Linked DNA regions of Sus scrofa: region 2 is linked to region 1. Evidence: chromatin contacts called from public HiChIP or PLAC-seq data. All regions are on one chromosome and are shown on one strand. The core of a region is the stretch at or near the end of the contact, and the rest is flanking DNA. Distances in the headings are between cores, read along the strand shown.

Region 1 (6,568 bases), core at 1,442-3,941:
CCCAAAGAGGCCCACATCCTAATATCTGGAACCTATGAATAGGTTACATTACACAACAAAGAGAAATCAAGACTGCTGTCAACTGACTCCAAGATGGGGAGATTATCCTAGATTATCTGTGTGGGCCCAAGATAATCACAAGGGTCCTTATAAGGGAGACAGGAGTGTCAGTGTCTGGGTGACACCATGTGAGAAAGAGGGGACCAGCCATCCCTGGCTAAAGACAAGGAATGCCAGCAGCCTCTAGAAGCCAAAAAAAGGACAAGAAAATGGATTTTCCCTTAAAGCCTCCAAAAAGGAATAGGCAGCCCTGCAGATACCTTGATTTTAACCCAGTGAGACTCATTTCAGATAGCCAGTCTCCAGAACTGTGAGAGAATAAATGTACGTTGAGTTTATTTTTTTGTTTTCTTGGAGTTTTTTTTTTTTTTTTTTTCTGTTTAGGACCATACCCTTGGCATATGGAGGTTCTCAGGCTAGGGGTCAAATTGGAGCTGCAGCTGCCGGCCTATGCCACAGGCACAGCAATGCTAGATCCAAGCCACATCTGCAACCCATATGACAGCTCACAGCAACACCAGATCCTTAACCCACTGAGCAAGACCATGGATGGAACCCACATCCTCATGGATACTAGTCAGATTCGTAACCCACTGAGCCACAACGGGAACTCCTAGACGTATGTTAAAATAAGCCACTGCGTTCGGGGTAATTCGTTACAGCAGCAATAAGAAGCTAATACAAATATTTATAGGAAAAGAAAAAAAAAAACTGTGGTGGTTTTAAAACATGGCCATAATCTTCTGACAGTCCTCTCGTGAAGAGGTGGGGTCTAGGTCCCCTCTCCTTGAATCTGGAGAGGCTGTGACTGCTCTGAGCAATAGATTATTGTGAAAGAGATGTGAGGGGACTTCTGAGGTTAGGTCATCACAAGTCATGCAGCTCCCACCTTATTCACCGGAAATACTCATCTTTGTGCCCTCAGACCGCCCTCTGGAAGGGGCACATGCACACAGCTCCAGCTGACAGTCCCAACCGAGGCCTCAGACATGGGACCAAGGAAGCCATCTTGGTGCATTTTCCAGCCCAGGTAGCGAGGGTTGTTTTTGAACTGGACTGCTAATTTTATCACATCATCATTCATATCACATCTGTGTGGTCGGGTCAGTTGTGAAAAAGCATCAGCATCTTCTGCTCTCTGGGAGAGAAAGAGCCTACAGGGCGTACACACATCTGTCCTTGCTAGCAGGCCTGTTGCAAGACCCAGCTCCTGGCTGCCCACAATCCAGTGAAATCATTTCTTCAGAAGGACCTCAAAGAATAATTTCATCAGAAGTGTCGCCAACCAATGGAGAAATTGAGCTGTTCTTACAGATACCCCAAACCCCTCTGTTAACCAAAGGGTGTGAACAACCGGGGTTACCCAACTCATGGCATAACACCAACACTATGATTAAAATGTTCCCTCCCAGCCACCCCCGCTTTCTATCTTCTAATGCCATGGGCTCTCTATGAAGAGAAATGGTAATGGCTTGAAGCCAAGAAAGAGGTCTCTCTTTCAGAAAGGTCCAGGCTAAATGGTTCAGAGAAAAAGAGCATGGATAATTGAGGCCACATTCATGAATACACGGCAAGAGGCTTAGTCTGGGTCGATGAATTTCCCATTAGGTCAGGTAAGTCTAGATTCATGTCAGGTGTTCCCCAAAGTAATCAGCTTTCAAAAAACAAAACAAAACAAAACAAAAAGGCTAGACTAGAGAAGCAATGAGATCCTACTGTAGAGCAGAGGAAACTATATCCAAACTCTTGGGACAGAACATGACGGAAGGTGATATGAGAAAAAGAATGTCACTTGCTGTACAGCAGAAATTGGCACAACCCTGAAAGCAACCATTCTTTCATTTAAAAAAAAATAATAATAAATTATTTGTTAAAAAGGAATAGGAAAGAAGACAGGTGCCGTGAACTTGAGAGAGGTTAGTCCCCTCTAGCATGGACAGGAGTCTACACCTACGCAATCCTTTGTATTTATTTATTTAGGTTGCACCTGCAGCATGTGGAAGTTCCTGGGCCAGGGATTGAACCCCGTGCCACAGCTGCGACTTGCACCACAGCTGTGGCAATGCCAGGTCCTTAACCCCCTGTACCACAGGGAAATGTCCTACCTATGCAATTCTTGCTAAGAAACCCTTTGTTGGCATTTTCAAAAGGAAGTGTCCACTGCAAGTCAGCATGGGTGCGGCTACGGGGAGTGAGGCTTGGTCAACTCCACTTCCTTCTCTGGCAGATTCCTCGGACATCTGAGGAATGGTGGGCTGGAAAGAGCTGTAGACAAAGGTTCTGACCTCCAGTATTTAATCCAAGTACTCTGGAATCAGCTGGGAAAACGGTAAAATTCAGGAAACTAATGTACAGTCTACTGTGGGCCAGCACATTGTCATACGCGCCAATGCAAAAACAAAAACAATTTAACCAAAAAAAAAAAAAAAAAATCCCTTGGAGCCTTGATCTTTCCCAATTACCCCCAACCCCAACCCCAGTCCTTTCTTTTTTGGTTTTTTTTGTTTTGTTTTGTTTCATAGCCCTTTCTTTTTTGAATAGGGAGGTAGAGTCAGTGAGGCAAGAATAAAGCTTTGAGAGAAGGGTGCATGTTGCTTAGAAAGCCTGGAAGGCAGATGACTCAGTGTCACCATGAACTTAGATTCGAGGAGGCCAGGAATGAGCATAGGGACCCAAACGGTGGTATGACTCAGCTTCTTCCATCCTGCTGCCGCTGTGTGTTCCCCACATCCGATATTCTGCTAACCAAGGAGCAAAAGCCATTGTCTGCCACCTGTCTGGTCCTGTGCACACCCAGTAACCCCCGGTCAGCAGGAGAAAGGCAGCCATCAGAAGTACTCACTACCGTGCCTCTCCAGCTCCGGAACTTACAAAACTGATGCAAGGCACCGCTCCCCACCTAGGCTCTTATTTGTCGGGAGAAATCAGGTAGCTCAGACCCTCTCCATCCACCTGCAGGAGGGAGACTGAAGTGTCAGGGGAGGAATCCATGGTCTTCCCTTCCTTGCTTCCCCTTAAAGCAGCGGACAAGTGCCCCGTTCCACTCACCCACCTCCTTGCCAGGATACAGCTAGCCAGGGCCCCAGAGGATAAGCCACGCAGGCCAGCTTTGTCACTGCCTGCAGGGCCCACATGGATGAAAGGGGATGAAAGCTATTGGGGGACCAGCCCCATAGGACTGGGACCATGAACCTGACCTCCCTTCTCTCCGGTCACATGCTCTTCCACCTATTCCTCAAACACGCCTACATCATTCCACCTCCAGCCTTTGTCCTTGTTGTTCCCTCTCCCAGGACACACCTCCCCTGATCTTTGCAAGCCTGGCTCCTCCTCAATAAGCTGGTCCCGGCTGCAAGAAGAGCCCCTCTGAAGAGGCCCCCCTGACTGGCATAATGATTAAGCCAACTCCACTCAACTGTCAGGCTCTGCCATGTCACCAAGGTTGATTTTCTTCCTAGCTTGTAATTCTACCTCCTACTAACCTTGGTTGTCTGCCTTCCCCCCTACGATTTGAGCACCTAAACAGCAGAAGCCTTGCTTTTCTTGTCTGCCTCTGTATCCCCAGGGCCTAGCAGGTGCCTGGCATCCATCTACTGAATGCACGAACAGCAGCTCTAAGGAAGGTCTCCATGAGAACACAACAAGGAAGATTTCACTCAGATTGTTTATGTCACATACTCCTTTCAGGAACCATGCGAAGCTCTAAAAGCTTAATGAAATGACTCCGAAGTTCCCATAGCTTGTTAAGTAGTGGACTCTACGACTAAAAACAATGTCTCTGACTATATCAAAAGTTCCTGCTCTTTCCATGAGAACAGGGGGTTACATTTTTCTTTTTAGTAGGAGAACTTTTTTTCTTTTTGAGGGCCGCACCTGCAGCATATGGAAGTTCCCAGGCTAGGGGTCAAATCAGAGCTGTAGCTGCTGGCCTAGGCCACAGGCACAGAAATGCCAGATCCAAGCCATGTCTGCAACCTACACTGCAGCTAGAGGCAACACAGGATCCTTAATCCACTGAGCAATGCCAGGGATTGAACCTGCCTCCTTACAGACACTAGGTCAAGTTCTTAACCCACTGAGCCACAATGGGAACTCCAAGGAGAACATTTTCTTGACAGACAAACTGGAACCCCATTATAGAAAACTAATTTTTTTTTTTTTTTGTCTTTTTGTCTGTTGTTGTTGTTGATGTTGTTGTTGCTGTTGTTGCTATTTCTTGGGCCGCTCCCGCGGCATATGGAGGTTCCCAGGCTAGGGGTCCAATCGGAGCTGTAGCCACCGGACTACGCCAGAGCCACAGCAACGCGGGATCCGAGCCGAGTCTGCAACCTACACCACAGCTCACGGCAACGCCGGATCGTTAACCCACTGAGCAAGGGCAGGGATCGAACCCGCAACCTCATGGTTCCTAGTCAGATTCGTTAACCACTGCGCCACGACGGGAACTCCAGAAAACTAATTTTTTAAAAAAAATCCACAGGTGCTTAAAACCACAATGAGGTATTACCTTGTACCGTAAATAGAGCTACTCTACAAGTTACAGAAAATAGCAAATGGTGGTGAGGCTGTGGAGATATTGGAACACTTGTGCACTGTGATGGGAATATAAAATGGTACAATGGCTGTGGGAAACAATGTGGCAGTTCCTACAAAAATTAAAAAAGGATTTACCCTATGACTCAGCAATCCCTTGTCTGGGTACATATGCAGACTTTGAAAACAGGGTCTTACAGAGGTATTTGCAATACTTATTTACAATAGCTAAAATGCAAGAGCAGCCCAGGGGTCCATGAACAGATGGACAAGTAAGCAAAATGTTGTATATCCATACAATGGAATGTTCAGCTTTAAAAAAGGAAGGAAATTGTGATGTATGCTATCAAAATGGATGAACCTTGAAGTGAAGTGAAATCAGCCAGTCACCAAAAGAAACTGTATGATTCCACCGACACCCGAGATACCCAGAGGAGTCAAATTCATAAAGACAGAAAGCCAATGGCGGAGACTGCCAATGGCTGGGGGGAGGAGAGGGAGCTATTGTTTAATGGGATGGTGTTTCAGTTCCGCAGGATCCATCAGTTCTGCGGATGGATGGTGGCGATGGTTTCACAGTGTGGGAATGGACTTGACACCACTGAACTGCACCCTTGGCAATGTCTACGGTGGCAAATGTTCTATGCATTTTACCCCAATGAAAAGAAATTGAAGAAACACTCGGGTGCCCACTCTGAACTTGGTGGGAACAGAGGTGGGAGACGTCCCCTCTGCCTGACATGCCAGCAGGGTGACCCACTCACCCCTGCGTTAGCACCAAAAGTCACACATCCCAGGAACCCCCTTAGTCTCAGGATGGTGACTCATCCGACTTCTCAGTCACGAAACCATTGCGGCGTCCTGTGCAGGAACCCTGCAGCACCAACTTGAGGGTGACAAGCTACAACTGGCTTCTATGGAATCCACTGCCCAGCTTCTGGCTCCCCAGCTCAGCCCAGAAGAAGCCTATCCCTCAGCCCCACTCCTGGAGGCAGTCTTGGCTGAGCAGAGAGCCTTGCTTCTTCCTGATAAGGTGGCAAACATACATATAACCAAAACATACATATAACTGAATCACTTTGCTGTATACTGGAAACTAACAACATCATAAATCAAATATACTTCAATAAAAAAAAAAAAAGAGGAGTTCCCACCATGGGTCAGTGGTAAAGAACCCGACTAGTATTCATGAGGATGCAGGTTTGATCCCTGGCCCTGCTCAGTGGGTTAAGTACCTGGTTAAGCTGTGCTATAGGTTGCAGATGAGGCTCAGATCTGGCATTGCTGTAGCTCCACCTTGACCCCTAGCTGGGGAACTTCCACATGCTACAGGTACAGCCCTAAAAAAAGAAAGAAAGAAAGAAAAAGTCCTCACGATGCCCACAACATTTTACATGATCTGCCCACCGGCCTCCAATTCCAACTGACCTTATCTCCTATTTTCTCCCTAGCTTCCTCCATTCAAGTTCACTGCCTTCCCTATTGTTCCCCAAACACAACAGGTAGGATCCAGCCACAGGGTCTTATGTCCGTTTCCTCTGCTGGTATATTCTTCCCCCAGATCTAGTCAGCTTCCTACAGCTTCCTCTGCTCAAATGCCACCTTATCAGGAAAGGCTTCCTTTAAACATCCTCTATTATTTAGCCCCTCCCTCTCCCCACAATTCCTGATCTTCCCTTTTCTCTTTTAACTCCATGGCGTTTATCAACTTGTCCTATATATTTACTTGTTTATGTTTACCTGTCTCCTTGCAATTAGAGTGTACGCTACACGAGGGTAGAGAGTTTTTGATATTTATTCACTGCTTCACCTTCAGTGCTTAAAGAAGTATCTGGGAACAGAGTAGGTACTAGAAACTATTGGATGGAGGGATAGAGGGATGGAGGGAGGGAGGGAGGGAGGGGTGGATGGAGGGAAGGATCGATGGATGGGGTCTCATGGGTTCAGAAACAAGCCTAAAGAGAAGAGGGCAGCC
Region 2 (6,081 bases), core at 244-2,743, 99 kb after region 1:
GCTTGGGATATCTCTTCTTTGTAACTAGCAGTAATCTTTTACCAAAGACTGCATGGACTTGCCAGCCAAAAATCACTATATATATGTGATATACATACATACACCTACACATACATACACATGTACATACATGTGCATACACATACATGCACCTACATATACCTTCACATACATATATATACATACATACACATGCATACACATAATACACATGCATGCACACACATACGCATGTGTGTGCATATGCATACACATACATATACCTATGCATACAAACACATGCATGCACACACATATGCCTGCATACACATATACATGCATGCACATACATATATATACATACATACATACACTGGCTTCTCCATCACCTCTTCAGAGCAGTTTTCTCAGAGCTACTGAAAGGCTGTCTGCCAAGCTATAGTCCTCAGTAAGTTCCTGAATGAAACTTAAACTCACACCCCTTGCATTGTATGTTGTTCTTTAAGATGACACAGGGAGACCCCAAAGAGGGGCTGGGAGAACATCATGGCACATGGGGCACAGCAGCCCTGGGCAAGATCTCCCTGTCCTCAAGTGTGACCCAAACTATCAGAACTCCACCAGACCCACAGGCCATGCTAACCCCAGGGAGGACAGCTCGGCAGTAACCTGGGGACAGAGCTTCCTCACATGGGCCTCCCAACATCTGGAACAGCCCAGAAAGGCTGAAGTTAAAGTTTCCCACCAGGCCAGCAAAAGAGCAGGATAACAATACACATCAGGGGGAGTTCCCATTGTGGCTCAGTGGATTAAGAACCGGACTAGTATCCATGAGGTGTGGGTTCAATCCTTGGCCTCGCTGAATGGGTTAAGGATCCTGCATTGCCACAAGCGGTGGCATAGGCTACAGATGCAACTTGGATCCGGCATTGCTGTGGCTGTGGTGTAGGCTGGCAGCTGCAGCTCTGATTTGACCCCTAGCCTGGGAACTTCCATATGCTGCAGGTGCCTCCCTAAAAAGAAAAAGAAAAAGAAAAATACACTTAGGCTAGGTTTAGCAGTAACATTTTCTTTCCTACAAACCTGAGTTTATAGGCTTAGATTCTAGCCAGAACTCGGTATTTCTGCATTATTTGAATCCATGACAATGATCTGAATCTTTTCTAGGTTTGCGTTTTGCTTCCATAGTTTTCATTAATTTTTGTTACCCTACGTCCCTGATGTGGAGAGCCACAAGTGAGGAGTCAGTTGAGGGAGTTCCCACGGTGGCTCCCAGGCTGACCACAGACTTCCTTGACCCAATCCTGAGGCTGAACCACTATGGGACCTCTAGCTGCCTCCCTCCAGGGTTCAAAGAGCAGCCTGTGGCTCCAAGCCGAAGGACTGGCAGGGTGCCCACCCACCTCCTTTCCTGCCTTACTATGGAATAGAGTCCCAGCCAGCACCCCACCCCCACCCCCACCTCGGAGGTAGGGGAGCGGAGGGGGAGGGGCAGGGGCCTTTTCCTCTCCACCCAGTGTCCATAAATCCCCCCTGAGTAATAAGCCCTGGCCTTGTTCAGTCTTGTCTGCTTACACCTCACGATGGCAGACCATCCCCCCAATCCTGCCTGGGAGCCCAAAATGGAAATTCTGAGTCATCAAAGTGCCTCCACTTCCCCTTTTCCAGCTGGAGTTCTTTCGGTCACTTCCAAAGAAGTGTCTGTTTCCAAAACCATTTCTGACCCCCCTGGAACCCTGCCACAGCCCAGTTTCGAGCAAGCGGTGGGGTGATTGGAAATGAAAAGGTAAATAACGCTCACAGGCCATCTCTTTATGTGTCAGGCACTTTATACATTGTCACCTAATCCTAATGTCGACACAGCCGGGCAGGGATCACAGCCACAGGACATAGGAGAAAACCACGGAGAATTTCAGAGAGTTTCTAGCCAAGAGCTCCAACACACTAGCTAGCAAGGGACCAAACCAAAGTTCCCATCTCTGTCTGTCTGACTCCAAGGCTCCCAGATGGGACCAGTCAGTGCCTGAACCAGCCCGGCCCGTGGTCTCTACAGGCCATCTTTATAGTAACTACGCTCCCAGCCCAGCTCCCAGGGCACTAGCTGAGGAAGGGCTTGGGCTCCCACTGCCCAGCCTGCCTCTGTTTCCAAAGCCCCCATATTAGTCAGGCTCCTCCTTTCAGTCTGGGCCACACAACAACAGGCAGTCCCTCCATCACAAGCACCTCTGCCCCAGGGCCCACCCCCAGCAAGATGAGGGGTGGCTCACCCCAAAGCAGCCCTGATCAATGATAGGCATGCATTGGTGGGTAAATGGCTCACTACACACCATCTCCCAGAGGTCCCCGGTACCCCCAGAGGTCCCCAGCAGGGTTGAAAGATGCCCCATTAAAATGGTGATGTGCTCTGGAGTTCCTGCTGTGGCTCAGCAGAAACAAATCTGACTAGTATCCATGAGGATGCAGGTTCGATTCCTGGCCCTGCTCAGTGGATTAAGGATCGGGCATTGCCGTGAGCTGTGGTGTAGGCCAGCAGCTAAGCTCCGATTTGACCCCTAGCCTGGGAACTTCCATGTGTCATGGGTATAGCCCTAAAAAAAAAAAAAAAAAAAAAAAAAAAAGACAAAAAAATAGTAATGTGCTCCCTGAAAAACCCTGAAGTTAAGTCCTTATCTGCTATGCTTCCTTTCTTGCCTCCCTACTAGAAATTCCCAGGATCACCTCCCAAGGAACTCCTTGCCCTCAATTCCTTATCTCATGGTCTGCTTCAGGGGGAGCCCAACCTCAGAAAGGTGTGAGAGGAAGAAAAGTCAAGAATGACTCCCAGTCGTCGACCAGGCATGAGCATGGCTTGCATGAGCTGTCTCAGAGCAGGAAGCCCTGATAAGACAGACAGTGCCGCCCTGAAGACTAACCGGGAGGACTGGGGAGAGGCCAATAGGAGGGAGGAGACGACCAACCTCCCATGATTCTTGGCGCTGGAATCCGTCTTGGCTGAGAAGTGCGTGCGCCACCAGGAAGGACCCTGAGCCAGACCAAGCACAGGCCAAGCAAGATGACTGGCCAGAGACAACCTGGAAACTAACCCCATTCCCACAAAACTGGAGACTGCGAGCCATGTGGCAAAGCAGTTCTTCTGGGTTCCCTCATCCCGCTGCTGTCCCCCGGGCTCCCCTTCCCAATAAAGTCTTTTGCTTTGTCCTCACATGTGGCTCCTCGGACAATTCATTTCTGAGTGTTAGACTAGCACCCATGCTTGGGCCCTGGAATGGGTCCTCCTTCCTGCAACATGACCAGTACCTCATTTTAGCTTAGGCAGCTTCATATCCTGGGCATGAGCCATGGGCATCCGGCTGGCCCTGTGACACAGAGTGAGCTGATCAACTATCCCAGCCACGGGTTGTGCAGTATTCAGTATATCCCACATTACCAGTAGGGAAAAAGCCTTGGGAAAATTCAACCCTTTGCCCAGGGTCAGAGGTCGTCAGTGGTGGAACTGGTTTTCAAGGAGCTGGAGGTGAGGGAGGTGGCTAGTCCATGCTTTGGCTTGGCTGCCCACAACCTGGGGTCATGACAATCCCCATTCCATGAGCCAGCCCCTCACTCCCAACAGGAAATCCTTTTCCTCGCAGCAGAGCTTCGTCATGGGGCTACCATTTGCCTTTTCACTGATGGAGAGAGTGGAGGCAAGAGAGGAAAAAAGAGAGAGAGACCAAAAGGACAGAGGGCTTGAGAGAAAAATCAAGATAATATCAGCGATTTTGTAATGAGTCCTTAACAACCTGCTAAGCCCTGCCCAATTCTTTATGTCATTTCATTTAATCTTCCCAAAAGCCTTGGGGGAAGAATTGTCTACAATTATCCCTCATTTAACAGAAGGGGCAAAGGATGAATTCCACACAACAGTAAAGAAAATCCAGCCCATCTGACATCCAGGTGGCCTCGGCCCAGCCCCACTTCACTGGGACTCAACTTCGTCTTTTCTATGTCTTTTCTTTCTATCTTTTAACAAAACAGTTCCACATCCTACATTCTGAGCATTTCCTGCCTGGTCCTTGGGGGCAGGGAGGGGGTGGGAATTAAGCTTCCTAAAGAGGGCTGAAACTACATGTCAAAGGCAGCTATGTGACATAAAAAAAAAAGGGGTCCCTCGTGCTCTCAGCAGCCCAGTGAGGCTCAGGGGAGAGAAAGGCCGGTGGTCTGAGTGTCTGCAGGGCTGGGGCAGGAGAGCAGCCTGAGTGTCTTCAACACGAGGGGGTGGTTTTGTGGCTGGAGGGTTGTGTGCATCCGTGACAGGGGGCGGAGGGGGGTGTGATCCTTAACCATGCATCATGTGGCAGGGTCAAAAACCCACATGTCACCACTTAGATATACCCAAAAAAGGGTTGTTTTCTTCTTAATTTTCAGTAACTGCTCTCACACTGGAACATCCATTCCCACCAAAGGCGGAAGAAGATGGGACACTGTCTCCTCTAAAAACAAGCTGTCGCTACTCAGGTCAATATTGACAGCAGATGTGAAATTCAGACTCCTTACCTCCCACGATGGCCTCAGGACGCAGGGGGCACTTAAAGTAGCCCCGAGGCCCTGACTGGGGGTACAGACCTGGCTCTCATCCTGCTGGCTCCGGCTGGTGCCGCATTGAGTTGTGGCTCATCTCGCCTGCTCTGGACCCTCCAGCAGCCACAAGGCTGCAGCCAGGGGACTTGTGGTCTGCTCGCTGGGTGTGGCCAGGGGCCCTGGGCCCTCACTTGCTGCCTCTGCCCCACCGTGTTCTCACTGACCTGAGTCTCAGCACATCCTCCCTCCTTTTTAAGTCACCCACTTAGTAGCCTCTACTCTGGGGTCATCTGGAGCCTCACCAAAATATCTAAACAACAACAACAAAAAACCCCAACAAAACAAAAACTCAAGTTCCATCCACATCTCAGATGCTGCAGGCAGTGAAGTCTTAGCCCGTCCACATCCCCCCAGGAGAAGTGGAGACTCACGCTGGATCCTGGCTCCTCTCTGTCCAATTCCCAGCATCTACTGAATTCTCTCTTTCTTAACTTAGTGCTTCACCCCACGTGGGTCAAGGCCCTCATCCCTCAGTGCTCATAAAACAACCCGCTGTGAGCTACTGGGAGGCAACAGGTGTTCACTGCAAATGTGGGCATAAGATAGGTTTTTGTTTGTTTGTTTGTTTGTTTGTTTTTTATTTATTTATTTTTTGGTTTTTTTGCTATTTCTTGGGCCGCTCCCGCGGCATATGGAGGTTCCCAGGCTAGGGGTCCAACCAGAGCTGTAGCCACCAGCCTACACCAGAGCCACAGCAACGTGGGATCCGAGCCGCGTCTGCAACCTACACCACAGCCCACGGCAACGCCTGATCGTTAACCCACTGAGCAAGGGCAGGGACCAAACCCGCAACCTCATGGTTCCTAGTTGGATTCGTTAACCACTGCGCCACGACGGGAACTCCTAAGATAGGTTTGAATGCAGCACAGAATAATTCAGGTGAGAACTTGAAATTGGATATTAGCCATAAAAATCCTCTGCTATAGAAACCCACTGGCCATCCCCTCTGCTATAGAAACCCACTGGCCATCCCCTGCCAGAAGAAATGAGTCTCTCCCTGGCCTGATGTTTCTCCCCAAGACCTGGGACCCCTGCACATCTCCCCTCTTCTCCTTCACAACCCCACCCCAGCTCTCAATTAGCCCTCCCTAAGCAATACAGGTAGGGAGGCAGGGAGGTACGGGGGTCTCCTCTTTGATAATCAAACATGCCCATGATGCATCTTTTTTCCATAAACCCACAAATAATTCCCTCTCTAAGAAGATGTTTTGCCCTCATTTTGCGCCGATCAGCTCAACTTAAACCAGCTCTACTAAAACATTTTTTCTGCTGCCTCACACATTTGCTTGAATGCTCACAGTGTAAAGTAGTCGTATTGTTATCCCCATTTCATAACCAAGGAAACCGGGCCTCTGCAAAGTTAAATAACACAGCCACTGAGTCAATCCACAGCCAGGCAAGAAATCAAACCCAGATCTGCTTTAGTTTAAACACCATGCTCTCCACCACTGCCCATCCTGGAAGAGGGAGCGATGTTTCTGCAGC

Evidence for each region. HiChIP or PLAC-seq counts read pairs in DNA pulled down with a chosen protein or histone mark.
Region 2: a contact with region 1 is called in an H3K27ac HiChIP or PLAC-seq map of alveolar macrophages. The contact joins two enhancer-like sites. A contact is called at or near these places in 1 of 5 promoter capture datasets (liver), 3 of 47 Hi-C or Micro-C datasets (fetal skeletal muscle, liver and subcutaneous adipose tissue) and 1 of 2 datasets of contacts at active chromatin or transcription factors (alveolar macrophages).

Annotation. Positions count from the first base shown.
Region 1 is chr12:39,533,215-39,539,782 of Sscrofa11.1, forward strand. The region is part of intron 3 of LOC100515857 (C-C motif chemokine 3); the gene reads right to left. Among named protein-coding and RNA genes, the nearest start is that of CCL3L1, 44 kb to the left of the region's middle. Within about 2 kb of position 2,692, at least 3 of the 83 cell types and tissues checked have an H3K27ac peak or open chromatin away from gene starts, as enhancers often do. A contact at or near this core is called in alveolar macrophages, where this site is marked.
Region 2 is chr12:39,633,023-39,639,103 of Sscrofa11.1, forward strand. It overlaps the pseudogene LOC110255903. Among named protein-coding and RNA genes, the nearest start is that of CCL5, 17 kb to the right of the region's middle. Within about 2 kb of position 1,494, at least 9 of the 83 cell types and tissues checked have an H3K27ac peak or open chromatin away from gene starts, as enhancers often do. A contact at or near this core is called in alveolar macrophages, where this site is marked.